2 separate regions of the Sus scrofa genome follow, and region 2 is linked to region 1. The links are chromatin contacts, called in public Hi-C maps. All regions are on one chromosome and are shown on one strand. The core of a region is the stretch at or near the end of the contact, and the rest is flanking DNA. Distances in the headings are between cores, read along the strand shown. Region 1 has its middle 51 kb from the start of COPS8. Region 2 has its middle 24 kb from the start of MLPH.

The links. Hi-C and Micro-C count contacts between places; a contact is called where the count stands out from the background.
Region 2: a Hi-C map of mesenteric adipose tissue shows a contact between it and region 1, with 1.9 times the contacts expected there. The contact joins two enhancer-like sites. A contact is called at or near these places in 12 of 47 Hi-C or Micro-C datasets (alveolar macrophages, embryonic fibroblasts, epiblast stem cells and 8 more) and 1 of 2 datasets of contacts at active chromatin or transcription factors (skeletal muscle).

The regions. Positions count from the first base shown.
Region 1 is chr15:136,877,482-136,880,752 of Sscrofa11.1, reverse strand. No RefSeq gene overlaps it. Among named protein-coding and RNA genes, the nearest start is that of COPS8, 51 kb to the right of the region's middle. Within about 2 kb of position 1,607, at least 24 of the 83 cell types and tissues checked have an H3K27ac peak or open chromatin away from gene starts, as enhancers often do. A contact at or near this core is called in mesenteric adipose tissue, omental adipose tissue, retroperitoneal adipose tissue and 1 more, where this site is marked.
Region 2 is chr15:137,155,387-137,158,988 of Sscrofa11.1, reverse strand. No RefSeq gene overlaps it. Among named protein-coding and RNA genes, the nearest start is that of MLPH, 24 kb to the left of the region's middle. Within about 2 kb of position 2,243, at least 29 of the 83 cell types and tissues checked have an H3K27ac peak or open chromatin away from gene starts, as enhancers often do. A contact at or near this core is called in mesenteric adipose tissue, omental adipose tissue, retroperitoneal adipose tissue and 1 more, where this site is marked.

The DNA.
Region 1 (3,271 bases), core at 358-2,857:
ACAGCCTGACATCAGCTCATCAAGGTCACCTGACGTCAGGGCAAAGGTGCTTTCCTGGGTGCTCTGGCCATCAGCCTGCCCAGCCCTGCGCAGAGGGAGGAGGCAAGGTTCTGGCGCCCAGGCTGGCTGTGGGCCCTGGGGGCACTCACGCCTCTGAGCCTCAGTTTCCTTCGCTGTAAAAAGGGCACAATAATGATTCCTCTTGAAGTTGCTGTGATGACCTCGTGGGGTGTCCTCGGAAAGCCCTTAGCCCAGAGCCCGCCCAAGTAGGTGCCAAGGAAACGGGTTGCAAACCCTGCAGAGTCCAGGGCTCCTCTCCCACCCATGGAGCTTGCTGGCTCCCATCCCCCTTCCAACAATGGCACGGGGAGTTCTATATTTAAATGTTAAACTTGGGAAGCTCAAGTTTTCAGGAATCTCCCATTGTTCATCCTGCCTCAGCAGCACCACCCAGACTCTCTCCTCTGCTTCTGGATCCCTGTTTGGCCCCAAGGAAAGGGTTCCTCCCACCTCCTCCATTACCTCTAGTCAGACTCACTTCTGGGAAGTCTCTGCCTCTCTGGCTTTTGCCACCTTGTCCCGATCTTGAGCAGAAGTCCCTATGGCTAAAGCCCCAGGCCCGGGTACACGACAATACTGTGATCCTCTCAAAGGGCAGGACCACTCTGGGAAGCCCCCCACCCCGCCCCACGCATGTCCTCCACCTGCGCCTTTTTATCCATAGAAAAACTCTAGCCAAAGCACCAATTTCATCAAGAAGTGAAAAAAATACAGACAAAAGAAAGTAGTGCCAGTAATTCAGCCACTCAACCATGTCAAGGACCATTAGCTCTTCAAAGACTGTGGACGATACTCTGAGCCCTGCCCTTGGAGCTGCGCTGCAGGCGCTGGAGCCCCCAGCAGGCGGAAGAAGACCGCATCTGCACGCTGCTCTGGGGGCCTGGTTCCCGCCCTGCTGACCCGAGAGCACGGAGACCCCAGACCGGTTGGAACAGGAAGGTTGAGGCTGCTGACTCTCAAGGACCTCCCCACCCACCAATCAGGAAAGTGTCCGGGGGCGGGTCACGCCCTGCCCCTCCAGCACCGGAAGACGGCTCCCGACCCCCTCCAAGGGGCGGCAAGTCCTTGAGGCCCTAGCCTGCTGTGTCCCTCCTCGCCTGGCAATTAAAGCTGTTTTTTCGCTTCCTCCAACTCTGCCTCTGCGTCTCTATTTGGCACCCGTGTACAGAGGCGGCCGAGATTCGGCAACAGGGAGCGGAGAGGAGGGTCCTCGGGTCCCCTTCCCCCGCCCCCGTAGGCAGCTCTGAAGGACCCAGGGTGCAGATGCTTGGGCGGGCTGTGCCCAGGGGGGAAGCCAAGGGGGGAGTGGGGGACACTGTCCCTGGCAGGGAAGTCACAGCCGGAAAGCAGAACAAAGATGCGGGCTTTGCCTCAGGCGGTCAGAGGGGAGGAGCCGCAGCCTGTGCAGCTGTGGGCATTGAGGTGAAGGAAAGATTCTTTTCTAGAAAGTTGGCGAAGGAGGAAACGGAAGTCCCGCTGTGCAGGGACCAGCGTTTGCTGCTGGACTGTCCTTGCTGACGGGAGACCAGCCCGTGGACTGGTGTGAACAGCCAGGTGAGAAGGGGCTGACTGGTCCAGGGAGCTGACCCTCCTGGGGGCGTCCCTCAGACCTGCCTTCCAGCCCCATCACTTTCTCTTCTGTGAGAAGGGCCTGTCCTCACGCTTCCTGCCCAGCCCTCTGCTCCCTCTTCCCTCCCTGACACCTGCTCTGTGAGGCACAGGACACAGATTCCCACATCCCTGCTGCCCCCTCCCAGGGGTGATGCAGGGAAGCCCAACAAGGCTGTGTCACAGGGGTGGGAAGCGGATTCCTTGATTCAGCAGATCCCTCATTTAGGGATTGTTCCTTCTCTGAGGACAGGAACGTGCTTCCCCGTTCAGGAGGGGTTGCCTCTGGTAGGAAGAGAAAGTCAGAATAACCCGGTGTTTCTGGAAGATCGCCCTCCCAAGGAAACCCCGCTCTTTGAAGTCAGGGTCCCTGAAACCAGCCGCCCCCCAAGACACCTCCCGGCGTGTCGAGGGTGCCATCTTGTGGAAGGACGAGGTAACAGCAACACAACACCCCTCACAAGACCTTTGCATCCCAGGCAATGCGGTAACCCTCCAGCACTAACTCCAGGACCTTACAATTCTGGAGTCTCCAAAGGACTCCCACACCTTCTTCATTTCATAGTGACAAAACCCTGGGGAGCAATATGGTTATCCCAAACTAACTCAGAGAGGTTCATGGACTTACAGAAGGTCACACAGCCAAAGGCACAGCCAAACCGCCTCCCTCCGAGTCCTCCTCTCCCAGCACCTGGCTCTCCTGCCGTGTCCATCAGCAGATGTTCCACGCCCATGGCTTTCCAACTGCTGCCCGGTATTTAAGCTTGTGCTGCGTGTGCCGGCGTTTGCATGAACATCACGGAGGTGGATTTCACGCTGCGGTGCTTACCTGTGCCACGTGTGGTGCCTCTGAAGGGTCTTTCCTTTTCTGGAATTTTTTTTAAAAACTGTAGTAAAGTTGATTGACAATGTTGTGTTAGTTTCAGGTGTATGGCAAAGCAATTCAGTTATGCGTACATAAATCTATTACTTTTCAGATTCTTTCCCCTTCTAGGTTATTTATTATGAGATATTGAATATAGTTCCCGATGCTAGACAATCTATCTCTGTTGTTTATCTACTTTATATCTTGTAGTGGGTTTAATTATTCTTTTCTGTTGGCTTTTTGTTTGTTTTTTATGGCTGCAACCATAGCATATGGAAGGTTCCAGGCCAGAGGTTTAGTCTGAGCCATAACTGTGACCTACATCACAGATGCAGCAACACCAGACCCTTTAACCCACTGTGCTGGGCTGGGGAACGAACCTGCGCCTTGGCAGCCACCCGAGCCACTGCAGTTGGATTCTTAACCCACTGCACCACAGCGGAAACTCCCTCTACTGTATTTTTAAGAATGCTCCTTGTGATCCATTGTGTTGGTCCCATGACTCATGAGTGGTTGAGACCCACAGGCTGAAAGTCTGAATAATGGCTCCCCCAAAAAACCCCACGCAAATGTCCATAACCTAATCTCTAGAGCCTATGAGTCTTACCTCCTATGGTGAAAGGGAGTTTGCAGAAGTGATTAAATTAAGAATTCTGAAAGGGGGAGATTATCCTGGATTTACCCGTGAGCCCCAAATAATCAAAAGTGCCCTTAGAAGAGGCAGGCGGGAGGGCTGGA
Region 2 (3,602 bases), core at 994-3,493, 280 kb before region 1:
CGGGATCCGAGCCGCGTCTGTGTGACGGCAACGCCGGATCCTTAACCCACTGAGCAAGGCCAGGGTTGGAACCCGTAACCAGGAATCGAACCTGCAACCTCATGGTTCCTCGTTGGATTCGTTAACCACTGCGCCACGACCGGAACTCCAGCCCTTGCTCATGCTTGCTCCCAGCAACTCCCTTTCTGGCCAGAACCCTCCAAGGAGGCTGGGCCTCTGCCTCCCTGTAGGGTGTCCCTTCAGCTGCATGGGTGGGGCTGCAGCAGGTGGGTGCCAGCGGGGCCGGGGGTGGGGAGGGGCCAGACGGGAGAGGCCTGGTCTCCCATTTCCCAGGAAACAGTGGGAAAAGCCATCTGTGTCTGTTGGCGGCTCCGCTGTCACGGGTTCTGTGGTCTCTGGCGCGGGGCCGTCGCTATGGCTGTGGGAACGGGTGTCCTGGGTTCCAGGGGGTTGACTTAGGCTCCTTGGAGACGTGTTCTTTTCATTATCCACACCCAGCCCCCGCCACCTCGGGGGGCTTCCCCAGGGGCCGTGTGTCCTCCGTGGTTGTCACTCCGTGTAATTATCCACCATGCTCAGAGGCCTGGCAGCTCTGGACCTCTGCCCCTGACCTCTCCCCCCAACCCCCTGTTCAGCTCCAACTGGTCCGTCGGACCCACTCTTCTGTCCTGGTCTATGGGGGCTCCAGGCCGTGCACCCCACAGGTGTCTCCCTGCCAGCCAGGGTCTGAGCAGGAAAAAGCCAAAGAGTCGCTGCCTGGGACCCTGGCAGAGGCGCGGGCAGAGGTAGGGGAACCAGCAAAGGACATGGACTTGGCCATAGAGCTGGCCACAGAGGAGGCCGTTGCCACCGCAGGCCTTGAGGGACAGATGAGGGAGTGGTTTTTGGAACGTGGAGCATGGAGTTGTAGGCGGCTGTGCCACCAGTGCTGTGGGGATGGATAGCCAGGGCCACTGCAGGCAGGGAGGGGCAGAGACGGTGGCCGTCCCCCTGCTCTCCACGCCAGGCTGGCTCTGCTCATTGGCTGAGCCCGCAGGCAGGAGTGCAGTTGATGCAGGACACAGAGGTCAGTGTCTAGGACCCAGAGCCGGGCGGGGGTGTAGGAGGGGCTCCCGAGGGGCAAACAGAGGCCCCGCATCGGATGGCCCCATGTGTCCCCAGGCTTCCCAGTTCCCAGCAGTCCCTTCTCCCCCAGGGTCCCTGGGGTCCCTGGGGTTCCTAGGAAGCAGCAGCTGGTGGGGTGAGAAGTGGCTGACCCCTTCCAGGCCCCTGGGCCACCCTGGTCCCAGGAGCCCCGGGGGGTGGTGTGGGAAGAGCTTCTGGGGAGGACAACACCTTCCCGGACCCCTGCCTCTCGCACCCCAGCCCAGTTTCCTTCCCAGCTCTAGGCTGGGTGCCCAGAATGGCATCTGCAGAGAGCTGGTGCTCAGCCAATGTCCGTGGAGCGAGTGAATAAGTGGGTCCTGACCCCCGGTTCCTCATTCTAAAAGCGAGGCCGAGTCTTCAGGAGTAGAGGGGGCAATCTGGGGCTCCCTGGAGGTCGGGGGGCAGTCCCAAGGGGGTCCCCAGGGCTCTGCGAGTGTGGTGTTGCCCTGGCCCTTGGGTGAAGCTCAGGCTGTCCATCTGGGGCGGGGGGGCCAGCTGATAGTCACCTGCTCCTGCTGCACATCAAGCAACCCCACATGATGCTAAGAGTGGTCCCAGACGCCGAGCCCTTTCTCTGGGTGCTGGATGCTGAGGATGGAGACGGGGCTCCCTCTCAGGTTGGTGGCTCTCTGCCATGAGGTTTCCAGGAAGGCTGGCTGGGCTATGGGCGCCCCTGCAATGGTCCCCGGGAACCTGACAGCTGAGGCCAAACTCCACCGACCCCCAGTCTGGTGACTTGGCCAGGCCCTTGGGTGGGGGCTTTTAGCCTGCATACCCTCCCCCTCCCCCCTTGGCTTCTGAGGAACCCTTGGGCCCTCTGTCCCCAGCTCCACCACCTGGCACCCCAGGGCTCCAGGAGCTGAGCCCAGTTCACTGCTCACCACTACCTCCTCCTCACCACCTGCAAGGTGTCCCCTGGTATCTCTCCTGGGGCTCCCTTGACCTTGGAGTGTAATAGACTGATGGCACTCCATGAGCTCAGAACCGAGGGCAGCAGCCCCAGGTCTGACCAGGAGGTCTGTGCCATCTGGGAGCTCATTCTGGAGCCAAAGGAAGGTTCAGGCCAGCTGGGAGGGGACTCCCTGGTCCAGGGCTGGTTCCCGCCGCCCTCTGCTTCCCTCTACTGGCCGGCACGGGTTACTACAGCCAGCCCTGCCTGCCCGGGGACCCAGGATCCGGAGGCTTTAATTCCAAACCCGCCGCAGACCTCTGTCCCTTAGCCTGTCCATCTACCCTGACCTGAAGCCCATGGCGAGGCGAGCCCACGCGGCCTCCCCGCCCCCACTGCGAGGAGTGGTTGTGGCCTCATCTCGGTTAGTGTTGCGGCCCTGATGACTCCAGATTTCTCCCGAGCGGATGCAGCGGCTGCGTTAGTGCTCGGCTGTTTATATTCTCCTGGTGAATGGCCTGCCCCGTCTTCAGGTGTCTGGTTTCAGCTGGATGGGCTGTGGACTCTCATATACCGCCTATGCTTGATTTTGCAGGCAGATGACTTCAGACGTCTGGGTGGTGACGTCAGCAGTGGTTCTGCCAAAACGTCCCCCGTGTAAAACCCGGAGCGGATGTCTGCCGGCGGGGAAGTGCTCCCGCGGGGAGCTCCCCAGGCCTCGTGTCCCCCCGCAGCGATGCGTTTAGAGCTGGTCCCGCGCCCCCGGGTCCCCGAGGGCGCAGGACGCACCCCACCCTCTCCCACTGGTGGGAGCTGAGCAGAAGCTTGCTTATGCCTCGTCTTCCAGTTCTTTCCTTCGGTCCTGTGGGGGGTGGGGGTGAAAGCTAACGACTCCCTTTCCAAGATCCTGTCTCAGTTGCGCTGAGTTAAAGACATTTCTCACTAATATGAACAAAGCCAGCTGCCTGCCTTCCCTTCCGTTTTCTGCCTGTATCAACCCGCTTGGGCTGCCATAACTAAGCGCCACGGGCTGAGGCGCCCAACAGTGGAAGTGGATTTTCTCACAGTTCTGGAGGTTAGAAGTCCAGGATCAAGTTCCCACCAATTTGGTTTCTGGGAGAACGTCCTGGCTTGTAGGCGGCCACCTTCCCGCTCGGCTGTGTCCTGGCGTGGCCTTTGCTCTGTATGTTTGTGTGGAGAATCTCTTCTTACGAGGACACCAATCCCACCAGATCAGGATCCTACTCTGATGACTTCATTAAGCTTGTCTATTTATTTTGCTTTGGCATTTTTAGGGCTGCACCCACGGCATATGGAAGTTCCCAGGCCAGGGGGCCAATCAGAGCTGCCGCTGCTGGTCTACACCATGGCCACGGCAACATGGGATCTGAGCTGTGTCTGTGACCTACACCCAGCTCATGGCAACGCCGGATCCTTAACTTACGGAGCAAGGCCAGGAATCGAACCTCTTTCTTATGGACCCTAGTTGGATTTGTTACCCCTGAGCCACAATGGGAATGCCTTCATTAAACTGTATATACGTCAGAGTTTCTCTTGTGGCTCAGTG